Linked DNA regions of Arachis hypogaea: region 2 is linked to region 1. Evidence: chromatin contacts called from public Hi-C data. All regions are on one chromosome and are shown on one strand. Each heading gives the region's core, a stretch centred on a gene start, on an enhancer-like site or on the middle of the called end of the contact. The rest is flanking DNA. Distances are from core to core; before and after follow the strand shown. Region 1 holds the start of LOC112796618. Region 2 holds the start of LOC112796623 (tRNase Z TRZ1).

What was found. Hi-C and Micro-C count contacts between places; a contact is called where the count stands out from the background.
Region 2: a contact with region 1 is called in a Hi-C map of leaf, with 4 times the contacts expected there. The contact joins the promoter of LOC112796623 here to the promoter of LOC112796618 in region 1. A contact is called at or near these places in 2 of 8 Hi-C or Micro-C datasets (both in leaf).

What each region holds. Positions count from the first base shown.
Region 1 is chr4:31,767,462-31,774,061 of arahy.Tifrunner.gnm2.J5K5, reverse strand. It overlaps LOC112796618, which reads right to left and starts at 3,005. Exons shown (of 4, transcript XR_003199304.3): 1 at 2,385-3,005; 2 at 1,069-1,226; 3 at 811-912.
Region 2 is chr4:31,928,014-31,934,613 of arahy.Tifrunner.gnm2.J5K5, reverse strand. It overlaps LOC112796623 (tRNase Z TRZ1), which reads right to left and starts at 3,197. Exons shown (of 10, transcript XM_025839174.3): 1 at 2,363-3,197; 2 at 1,717-1,838; 3 at 552-770; 4 at 1-138. The coding sequence starts at 761. It overlaps LOC112796622, which reads right to left. Exons shown (of 4, transcript XM_025839169.2): 4 at 4,907-5,153.

The DNA.
Region 1 (6,600 bases), core at 1,756-4,255:
TTGACACAACCAAACAAGAGTCGGGCATGATTTAGTCCAAACATTGAGCCATGCCCTTCCACCCTTCATTAAAACACACTAAATTTATTCAAAAATACATGTGATTCTATGAAAATTAGAAATCTTATTGAATCTTTTAGTCCATTAATTTAGAATTCAAATTTTAATAGTTTACAAATATTAATCATCAATATATCATGCAACATTCTGACCTATAAAAACATATCATTGCCAACAAAAATTTTCATTTCACATTGATATATCAGTTGCTAATATGTTCCCTAGACACAACAAACTAAAATAACAAATAAAAATCAGTCAAGTATTTTCCCAGTAGCAGAGATTGGCCATCAGGCTTAAAAAAAACTTCTGTAAATATGCTGCATCAAAATATATACTGCCCGTTTTTGGGAACCTTGTTTGGGTATAAACACATGTCAAACAGAGGAGACACCTGCATGCAAATGTAGCTATTTAAACCTTTTAGTTTCTTCTAGTACTGCATGCACTCACGCTACCAGTACATACCACCTCATGCAAAGGGAACACTAGCACTCAGCATTATATCATCAAATTGTCATACAGTTGAGTATAAAATACCAACCCAATAATGCCCCTGTTCTCATGTCTATTGTTTAAATTAAAAGAAGAACAAAAAAACAAAATAAAAAAATATATATCATGAAAAGTTAAACATGTGCAATGTACAGTAAAACCATGTCCATTGACACACATGCTAATATTGGTGGCACATCTTTCAGCAGTTCTTAACCACAAAATTACTATGGGATGTTTAGATGAATTTCTTACTCCTGATGCAAATCTGCTAGAAATGGTCTTCCCGAGAACTTATCAAACCGCATTCGTATGGTTGATTGACGATCACAACACAACAACAAGCCAACTGATAATCTGATAATTCGATATTAGTAGTAGACAGGGAGGCTATTTACACACTTTCAAGCTTTTGATAGTACATGATATTGCACACAAACAATTAGCAAAAACACGCATTTCAGCAGACTGATATCAGTATGCATCATGGTTCCAAGATAAAGAACTGCTCACCACAGCAACTTGTTTGGCTAAGGTACTGGTTCATCCTTCCTCATCTTCATGAGCCACAGTATCTGAGATTGTCAGAACTTTCACTTTCACCATTCCCTCCATCCCTTCTGGTTTATTTAACTCCACATCAGTATCTCCACCATCTGCTTGATTGTTCTCTGAAGGCAGAAAGACAAACAAAAATTGTGTGACTTCATCAATCATAATATTTCCACACTTATAGATTAAGATTCATTTGTAGCATCATATCTATAATATGTATTGAATACAGTGAGCCTAATATTCAGATCAATTACTTTTGGCCGAGACTTGCATATAGAAAAATATCTCTGCCAAATGCTGGAGGTTCATTAACCAGTCAGCAACTTCCCTTAGGGTACAAGGCCAATTCATCCCCATTACAAGAACCAACAGCAGGCACTATCATGTTTTTATTGTTTTACTAGGTAGTATTAGTTACAGGAATCAACTAACATAAAACATGAGCAGAAGATTTACAAAGTGGTCAAACAGGCCAACATCCCTTAGGAATACACAATTTTATGAAGGGTGCATGCTTAATTGGCCAAGAATGAATTTTGGCAATTAACATTGTAATCTTTACAAGAAAATGCAGGAACATGGCCATCATGGTCATTCATACTGGAAAAAGTGTCATAGTAATGTTGAATAAAAAGACCCAACCGCATATCATCCCAAAACAACTCCAGCTTCATATGAGGTTTGTTGAAATTCATTGTGATGTTCATACCGGTTAGTGCAACAATTTACAAATTATGAGGATAACAAGTGTACCCTTTTTTCCCCTTCCTGAAGGAATAAAAATACCAAGTGTAATCTTTACCAAGAGATGTCAATGCATGTTTTTAAGAAATAAAAATGGAGGAGAGTCGGGTTAGATTTCATCATACCATAGCAAAAACGAATGTTATTTTCCGTTAAATTAATCAAACTAAACCAAACCCATATCCTAGAATCATATTCATCCCTACATAAACTTCTCCAGCTTTCGGGGAAAAGGGTTCCAGTGCATTCATAATTACCATGATCTCAACCAAGGAATCAACCTAAGATGAGGGCTACAAACCAGCCCACATTTCTAGAAACGCTACGAATTTAATGCGGAAACCACAAAGAAGTTCTCATTTTTTCGTATCATCCATCAGAAAATACCAAAACAAAATGAACCCGAAAGATGTACCTAACAACGATGAAATTGAAAACACGAAAGTTTTTTTAAAATTTCTCAATAAACGAAGAATTCAAATAAAAAAAGAAAAATTGAAAAGGGCGAATGGGGGAAAAGGGTTTGTTACCATCGGTGAAGAAGGTGGAGGAGGGCCAAGCGTGGTGGGTGGCGAGGGAGAGAGACTCCTCTGCGGAGAGTTCCTCGGTGGTTAACTTATGCACCAAATCGACGACATTTGAGGGAGCTGGACGCGGTGGGACCCAGAAAGAGGAGCCGGGAACGAAAGGGAGCCAATCGGGTGTGGCCTTCCTGACGAGGATTCGGTGGATTAGGTCGTCGAACATCCTCATGGTAACGTCGTAGTCAGCAGCGGCATTGGAGGAGGAGGAGGTGGAGGGAAGGTCGAGCTCCATGAGGGTGCCGTTGTTGTTGGCTGAGTGGGAGGATCGGTGGCGGAGGGAGAGAGTGAAGAGGGGTTTGGGAGGGTGCGGGTGGTGGCGGTGGAGGAAGGTTATGGTCTTGGAGATAAAGAAGCGAGCCATGGGAATGGAATGGAATGGAGAGAGAGAGAGAGAGTGAGAGAGGTTACTTATAATTTATAAATACGACATGGCGTGGGGAAGAAGAGAAGAGAATAGAAAAGAAAGGCGGTGGAGGGTGTGGAGAGGATACAGGGGGCGGCACGTGGATCGCTCTACTGTAGGTCAGGACGCTCTTTTTTTTTAAAAAAAATATAACCTCAAATTCTAGTTGTTAGATAATTAAGGACTGTATTTAATATTTATCACAAATTTTAAATTTTAAATTTTAAAATTAATATTAATTAATTAAAAAATTAATTTTTATATTTATACATATAAAGAATTTTTGAATTAATAAAAAATACTATAAATATTATATTTTTATAAATTTTAATATTTTGATACATAAAAAAATAACTGAACATAGTTTTTGTAGAAATAAGTATTTAAATATTTTATTTAAAAAATACAGTAATTTATAATGCATTTACTAATTTTTATTTTACTTACGCATTTTGTTTATCTTATAAATAAATTAATATTACTTATATCTCGTTTATATAAACATGATATAAGTAATATTAATTTGTTTACATTATAAATAAAATATATAAATAAAATAAAAATAGATAAATATATTATAAATTATCTATATCTATAAATAAAATATTTAAATTATTTATTTAAAAAACTTTTATTTTAATAATAAAAAAATTCATATATAATTATTAAATAATTTTAATATATTTAGATAAATTATTATTTAAAATTTTTAATTATCATTTTAACAAAATATATGAGTTTTTATCAATAATTATTCTTCTTCTAATATATAAATAAAACAGAAAAAAAACAAGAGATTTTTTTACTTTTAGATAGATTTAGAAGATAAAAATAATCTAATTTATTGTAATTTAAAGTATACTTTTTTCTTTTATTTTTTAATTCGATCCAATTTGATGCACGATTACATCTTTGTTAAATTAATTTAAATTTAATTTTTAATGTAATCAAAATTACAGTTTGGATCAGATGGTTTAAATTATATTATATGAAATTCAAATTTTAAAATTTTATAATTTAAATTAAAATTTAATTTTGTGCATAATATAAAGAGAAATTTTTAGAGGTAAATAATTTTTAATATTTTTTGTTATTATTAGACTAGCATAAACACTAAATTATCTTTAACAAATAAATTTTATTAATTTATGTATAAAAATTCTAAAAAAATATGGATATAAATTATATTGATTTATCTATACAAGATTCTAATAAATATAAGTGTAAACTATATGTATATTTTGTGTGTAAATTTTTATAAATATAGATGTAAATTATTGCAAGTTAAATATTATTAGCTAAAAATAATAATATTTGTTAGTCATATAGCGATTCATTTTTTTACATATAAAAATAATTATGGTATAACTCAATGAAATAGAAGTATATAAAATATTTATACTACTATGATGTCACTGAAAATCACAGGTTGCGTTTTGCGTTTTTACTTTTTTGTCTTTTTTTTGTTTCTATAACACACAAAACGTAGGTTACGTTTTTCATTTTTAACCTATTTTTTTTTTGTTTTTTTTTAATGTAAACAAAACACATCTTAAATTTTTTTTCGAAAAATCAAAATGCAGGTTGCGTTTTAAATGTGTGAAAAAAAATTTATTGAAAGCTAAAAAACGCAAATTGAGTTTTGTATAGAAAAAAATATTTTAATCGAAAGTCTTGTCGATATATACCAAAGTCAATTTATCCATGATTCATACCTCACTTCCACTCTCATTCTTCTTTCTTTCATATCTTTCATACTTGTGAGTTTTTTTTATAATCATTAGTATTCAAAAAGTTGGGTTAGGTGAAGTTGAGGTTATGGAAGATATTAAAAATTTGCGAGTGTATTATTACGGTAAGATTATACCAAACACAAACGAAAGAGTGACTTTTCATTGTGAATGTCCATTTTTCTTTGTTATTCCATGCACCATGAGTTTTCTAGAATTGCAAACTGGTATTTGTGAGAACATACAAAGTCATATTTAAAAGAGGGTGCGCAACATTTTATACAAAAATCCTGTACAATTATTTGGTGGACTTAGGGATAGCAAAGCGGATCGGCCCGCTCCAACCCGCCCCGCCCCGCCTAGACCCGTACCATAAACAGGACGGGCTGGCCCGCCCCGCCAACTAAAGTGAGTTCAAAATGCTAACTCGCCCCGCTTTATGGCGGATTGGCGGGTTGACGGGGTAGTCCGCTTGACTCTTTTTTTTTTCTTTTTTTGAAAAATAAAATTTATTAAAATTAATAAAAATTAATAATTAAAAAATTAAATACAAATAAAAAATAGTCAAATTATAAGATAAATTTTTTACTATCTTCTTTTTAATTTTTAATTTCAACAAAATTATTTAAAATAATATTTATCAATAGAACTATCTTTGTTTTAAAAAATAAGTCACATAATTTAAGCATATATACAAAATTGTAAAATAAAATAAATAAAGTAAATAATTAAAAGAAGAATAAAAATAAAAAATAAAAAATATTTTTAAAAATTATATAATTATTAATTTGTAGTAGTAATCACTCTTTTATTTAATAAAAAAAATAAAAATACTTGGCCCAGCGGGCCGTCCCGCCCTGCCCCGCCAAAACTCGCAAATTTGGCATTTTTTTTTAATTTGGTGGGTTCCAAAATCTATCTTGACCCGCCTTTTTAAACATATTTGGCGGGCGTGGCCCGACGGGTTTGACCCGTTTTGCCACCCCTAGGTGGGCTGATACAATTTTAAATAATGTCCATCTCTGACGATGCATATATGCAATAGATGTTCTATATTTATTAACGAACCCGATTTCACGTGCCGATCGATGATAGAGTTGTACGTTGGGTTTAAATAGCATACAGGGTTGGACATGGTTAACAAGGATGTGAATGTTAATAAACTCGGGGATATAGATTGGGAAGAAGATAACAACAACAATGAAGAAGAGTTTGAAGCCAATTACGAAGTCGATGACAAAAATAATGATGGAGACAATGTAGCCATGCAGGTAATCCGGCAGTGCAAAATGAAGCAGATACACTTGTAAACTAGCACCCCTTCGGTGTTCCATCTTTTATGCAAACTCTGGATCTCACAGCCATGTATGCCACAAAATTTTCTGAATATGCCTATATAGATATGTTATGTTTATTAATTACAGTTACCACTACCATTTCTTTTATTTGTCTTGACCGACTAACGGTGGTTCACATATTGTAGGTGAAGGCAATGTTGTGGTGGAAGATGGTGAATTTAGTATTGGAATAGAATTTGGTTCTAGAGAGTCAGTGATCTCTGCAATCAAAAGTTACACTATCTCTAGAGAAGTTGATTACACTATGTATGAGTCTGAGCCGCAAACATTCTATGCAAAATGCAAAGAGTATGGTGCAAGGTGCGATTAGCTTATTCGAGCTAGTTTCATTCGAAAGAAAAGCTGTTGGCAGATCAGGAGATACAATAGCAAATACACGTACACCATGGGGACGATTTCACAAGATCATGCCAAGTTTGACTCATGCACTATTGCAGATGCTATTAGGCCGTTGGTTGAAACAGACCCGTCGATAAAGGTGAAGTCTATTATTGCAAAAGTTCAATTCAGGTTCAACTATACTGTAAGTTACCGCAAGATTTGGTTGGAAAAGCAGAAATTTGTCACAAGAGTTTTTGGTGATTGAAAAGTTTCTTACGAGACTTTATCAATATGGTTGAAAGCAAGGACTGCAAAGATGTCAAGGTCTCGTGTTCAAATAAAAACTCTCC
Region 2 (6,600 bases), core at 1,948-4,447, 160 kb before region 1:
CTTGAGCTCTGAATGGTCCATTTTCCTATGGACTTCAAAGAGTTTCTCTACATCCTCTTTTACTGAAATTGGTACAATAATTGTTGGTGGCTTCATACGGTACAGGCCACGTGTGGCAACATACATCGGTAGTCCTCCCTGATAAAACATTTGTATGTCACAAGACAGAAGTTCAACAACAAATTAATTCAGCCATACATTCACTAGATAAAACCCCGATGCAAAATATTAGCATAAAGGGCAGCTTGCTGCACAAGCATCCCCGTTAATGCAGGGTTTGGGGAAGGGCCGCACCGTGTAATGTACGCAGCCTAACGTGATAATTACATCAGTGGCTGCTTCCACGGTTTGAACCTGTGACCCCCGTGACTTTGAAATCACACAGAGACAACTCAATTGGTTTTTCCAAGGCTCCCCTTCAAAGTATTAGCTTAAACAATAAACAAAAAATTATTCATATGCTGGTTTGATAATATTATCACAATGTGATACATGTGCAACAAAATTCCAAACAGGATCTCATGCATGCATTATGCACAAAGAAGACTAACTATGTGATCCATGTGCGCATGGGAGATCAACAGAAAGTCTTGGGAAACGGCGCGAGGTGGGCAGCGACCGATGTCGAAAGCTACTTTAAGAGTGGGAAATATGATGCAAGTTTCATGGCCTCCAATGGACAGACCCCCAACTGGGTATCCCTCAATATTCAGATCCTTTGCTTTCTTTGAAGAATTTGGCTGCTCATTTTTTGGCTCCATAAACAATAACTGATATAACAGAAAATAAGAAAATCATAAGAGGAAGTAACATGAGATCAGAACAAATTAGTATAGGAACTAGAACCATTAACTTAAAAGAAGATAAGAAATAGAAGCCTAATCACAGAGTAACTTAAAAGTATACAAGCGCATGATTCAAATTCAAATGAAATAGTATTAATCTGTTAAACAACACCGTAATAGTCTATTAGAGGCACAATATGCACATAACATAATTGACAATCCAAATTAAAAAAAAAAAAAAAAACACAACACAGTGACACACATTTAATCTTATTCAAACACAACAATCACAAAGGGAGTATGAACACCTACGTGCCGTTTCCGTAGTCGTGGAGCTTTTGGGTCTAGCAGCTGTGGCGGTGGCCGGAAGTGTGCAAGCCTTTTTTTTCAGTTTTTTTTTTTTTTTGGGTATTGAGTGTGCAAGAGCCTCTATTTTAGTACTTGGGACTTATGTTGGTTCTTGGTTGGGCCATTGGGGGAAGACGGGATTGATTGATGAAAAAGAGTAATATTTAGAAAAATCACTAAGACTTTTTTTTTTTAAGTTTCTCAAGGTTGTAAGAACCGAACCAGTCAAATAACTGGTTTAATAGTCCAACCAAGATCGAATCGTAGTTAAACCGATTTAATTAAATATAAAATAAATTATTAACAATTCAAAATATAATTTTAAATATTTAAATTCAATGATTTTTAAGCTAATGAAATTCAAAATTTTATAATTTCACATAATAACTAGTCCATAATTTATTATTAAAAATCACAAACAAATTCAAATATCAAAATTTATAACTAAAACAAAAAAATCAAAAATCACATAAATAACAAACACAAACTTACCCAGAAACTCATCACATCAGCAACAAAAATTCAGAATCACAAAAAAATTCTAATTAAAGTAATCAGCAAACATTTGAAAACACAAACTTACACAAGAAATTTCTAATTAGCTTCTCCAATATTCTGGCAACAAGCATCAAGAATCACATCCGCATATGAACCAATCTCAGCAACATTTTTTCCAAGATGTCCAAAACAAACCATCCCCTGCCCCTGAAAATCGAATAAGGGAAAGAGATTTACCAATGATTGACCAACTTCTATTTTAACATTCAAACCTTCTAAACAGTTCTCCTAAAAAATTAGTACAGCCTCAAAGAAGAAACTACAAGTCTAAAACCCAACTTCATGTTTCAGTTGCAGTTACAACAACAGCATACCTTCACCTCCGGCGACCAATGATCAATGGCACTCAGCGAACTAGGAATCACAAATCCCCAAAAGAGGATAATAACCTATGACAACAAAACCAATTCAAACCCCTGAATAGCTCAATTCTCAGTGCATCACAACCGGACAAAATAGAACCAAGGTTCATTCTTTTATCTTCCCCTTTGTGGTTGAACAACAATCAAATCTCTGTAACACTAGTTGCTCCGGAGAAACAAACCATACTCTAAATGAATCATATTAAAACGTAAGTAGCACCCTTTTGTACAAAATGCGCTTTACAATTAAAAAAAAAAAAGAACATGATTTTGCCAATTATGCTGAATTCAATTGATACTCAATTTAACCTTTTCGAACTGCAATCTGAGAGGCCACGTTGGCGATTGCAAGGCTTCTGAGAAGGAGGAGTCGAGGGGAGGGAGACGGCGACAACAACGTCTACCAAGTGGCTGGAAGGTGACGATTGCGATGGCACAAAGACAAGAGCGAGGAAAGCAAAAACGGACAAGCTTATAGTAGGAAGAGTCTCACTAAAACACAACCAAATCAAAAATTTGTGCTTTTTTAGAATAAGCTAGTGCCAAAGCTAAAGCCAATTCCCCACTCCTCCTAACTAAAAAGCTGCTTACACAACCACAAATAACTATTGCGTGAGTCATAGACTTTGGATCAGCCCCAAACCAATACCCACCCGCTTCCGGACCCCGTTTGCACATCTAAATTGAAAAAAAAATGTTATCTTTCAGATTCTGAGATGCAGGGAAATAAAGAGTCTCCAAATAGTACCTACCAACTGACCAAATATTCTGGTTTGAATCAGAAATGTGAAACATAATCTATCTCATTACATAACTGCTCTTCTCTCTTCTAGCTAGAAAATAAAAAATTTTGGTTCAAATTTTCAATACACCAAGCAAATTCATCATTTTCTTTAAGCCTTGCAAAGACTCTTCTAAATGTGAGAGTTCTTGTTCTTAGAACAATCAAAACAGTCTTTTTGAGATAATCGGTATTTGATATCCAACAATTGAACCTATAACTTGGTTAGCTGATAGAAGTAATATAAGCATGTTTAAAGGCTTGTTTTTTTGAAATAATAATAAGAGACTTCAAAGAGAGAGAGGAAGGGGGGAGAGGGAGAGAGAAAGAAGGGGGGGGGGGGGGAAGGGTGTTTCTTACAATGAGCAATTGCTAACGTTAAATTATTAATATGTATAAGCAAATCCAACTTCAACAGCTTTGCCTCACTTCGTTTTCTTTGGGGTACATTATGACAATGAAGCTTGAATCTAAACTACTCCTAGTGGCTCACCTGTTAGGTTTGCTTCACTTTCATTATACAAGAAAAAACACTATATATTATATAACCTTCTGTTAAAATAAAATAAAATAAAATAAAATGGTACTAAAAAGTCTCTTAATTATTCAACCTTTTTCCCTTAACTTAGCTATGGGTACATATATAACACATGGTTCCTTTGCACCCTTTGCTCTGTGGTTTTGAACTTCAATTAATTTAACCTTCATGCTATCTAGTTTAGTCTTCAATTTGCTAAGTCTTTCAAATTCCAACTCTGCTGCCTTAGAGTCTCCTCCAAACACAAATTCCATCTTTCTTTTCTTTTCTTGTAACAGCTTCTTCAAGCCAACATCATCACTCTCTTCTTCCAAGTCCTGAAAAGATAATGTGAAAATTTTCGAATTATGGTCCTTCTTCAAGCCAACATCATCAAGGCATCTATGCTTGTAAGAGGTAATCCAATCCAATCCAATTCAATTAAAACCATTAAACCGATTAGAAGTGCAAAAATTTGGATTGAATTTGATCTTACTTTTAACATACTACATGGATTGGATAGAATTTCAGATTTGATTTTCAACAAAATCTTTACTTTCATCTTATTATACACTCAGTTTTTTGCTTTGCCAGAGTTTGTTTGTGCAGAAAGTTACTTCCAAAGCACCAAAATGCATAATGTGAGATTTGTGAGAATAGGTAAGTACCTTGTTGCCATTTTCTGCTGTCTTAGCAGGAGATATTTCCGGTTGCCTTTTTTTCCAAATACTGCCAGATGACTTCACTTTCTGTCTATCGGTAACACCGTTACCATTATTCGGTGAATGAACCATTGCATTTAGAGGCCATTGATTTCTGCAAAATCTCATCTTCGTCCACATTTTGTAAACTGGAACCCTTCGAGGTCTTACACAACAAACTCAAAGGCAGCTCTCCTCCTTCGACTTGATGCAGAACAAAACTGACTCATGTCAGAGTTATTACAAATTCAAACTAGTATCCTATAGCATAACATGATACTAAATCCTTAAGTCTTCATAAGCTTAATGTTCCGAGAACAATTCAAGGTTTGACAACATCCTAGTTTACACTTCACTGCAAATTTATCAGTGCCTCTAGAAAAAGTCATCAATCACAATTTGTCCTACTTCTTACTCTCAGACAACTATTCAAATCAAGTGTCATTGTTGCATCCTGGTGAAAATATTTGCAGCATATTAAGATAAACTGTTCCTGGTGAAAATATTTGCTGCATATTAACATAAATGTAATAATGGATTAATTAACCAATAGTATTAGATTGATTTTAAATTATATGGGTCATTTCCTTTGGTGTCTAAATTATATGTACCATTTATTAATATTATAAGCATGCTTCATCAAGCCATTACACCCTATACCGATATTTGTCCAATTTTCCCACTATCAAATTCAACACTTTTACCATATTGTCGCTGAATGAATTTGTTCAACGTATGAATCACATTTAACTAATCCTTTGTTGGATTCTCATGCCCCTATTCCAATCATTATTTTTGGTTTAGAAAAAAAAAAATCACGTGAAGAGGACTCAGCCTAGGAAGAGACCAAGAAATATGTTCACCTTCCACAAATTCCATTGTCACTTTAAACGCAAGGGAAACAAGAAATATGTCCACCTTTCGCAGATTCAGTTAACATTTTAAATGCAAGGAAACCCTGTACTGTATCAAATAAAACTTATTTAACCATCTAAGCGCTGAAATACATTGAAGGCAACAGCATTGTTAAGCCTTGATTATTCAGATTTTCAAACAAAATGATTATGCAAGCCGATCATCTCCAACTCAACAACCAGGAACCTGCAAATGCAGAAATCAATTAAGTCATATATCAACAACCACATCAAAAAAATAAAAAGATAAAAAATAAACACGTCATGAAACTATTGAGATTCAAAACATAATCATCTGCGCAAACAGAACGTTTTGAACTTTGGACACAGCGAGGGCTCTGCTACACTATGAAGTTCTGATACACAGTCAGTTCTTATCATTTATCCCACACTATAGTAAGTATTTAAAAAATAACGCATTTCAGCCCCCCACCGATTTCATTGTCATGTCATGTTAAGTATAACATTCCATAAATATTTCTAACTAGCTTGTCTATACCCAATAAAAACTTCTAAATCTGAAAATTTTGGAGCAAACAGAAGGATCAAAGAGAACCGGTGATTTGTGAGTTGGACAACTAAAAGTGCTGCACCCTTTATTGGAAAGAAACGGCAAACAATGTTATTAAACAGCATCATAGTTAATATGTAAATTCCGAACCCTAAACAACATGCCCATAATTTCAAACACAGAGGAGGAAGAGTCATACAGCAGCTAAAACTAAAAACGTGTGCTAGGAAAATATCACAAATTGTGTATTTTGGTACAATTATAGCTCAACCAATCATCTGCACGAATAAAATAATATCAATTGTTTAGTACAACTATTTATAAGTCCACAAACACATGAAACATCAGTAATAAATTCTAATAGAAAGACATGGCCTCCAAAAGTCAAAATGCACCATCATATCAAAACTAAGTATAACTCTATTCTCATACACAATTGCAGCAACGGATCATCATCAATCACCATTCAATTTAAAACAACACCCTCATCTGCAGTTCCCAAAGGGTCAAAAGAATTTTGTATATAGCAAACAGCTAAACAAAGCTAACAACTGCTCACAAAAAATCATTTCAAGATGGAATGACAAAAAATACAGAAACTTTTGCAAGATGCTCCATTTCCCACTAATCCAAGGTGAGAACTTTCACTTATTAAGTTATTATCACAACAAAACCTCCAAAAAAAAAAAACAGCCAACAATTCCTTCCACAAATTTTATCATTTCAAGCACTACCCAAACAGGCATGGATCATAATGCAATCCTGATTACTACACCTCAAACTCTCAAAGACATATAACATATCACCAAACTGAAAACACACCGAACAAGCAATCCAAACAAAGAAAAAGTAGTAGTACTCAAATTTGATAACATATCAATGTAAATTTCACCACATCAAAATCCAATCCACCACTGCATCTTTGACTCTTGAGATGCTTGCTGATAGAAAAGGTCAGAAACTTCCACTAATCTATCCAAGTCCGGCATTGACTAGCACAGTAAGAATCCTCTTCAATCACACTTTACCAAAATCAAACCCTAAGGCTTGTAGTTAATTCTACAAATACATCTCACCCACGGAAATTATCCCCATTTCTACCCACATATAAAGCACCTAACAC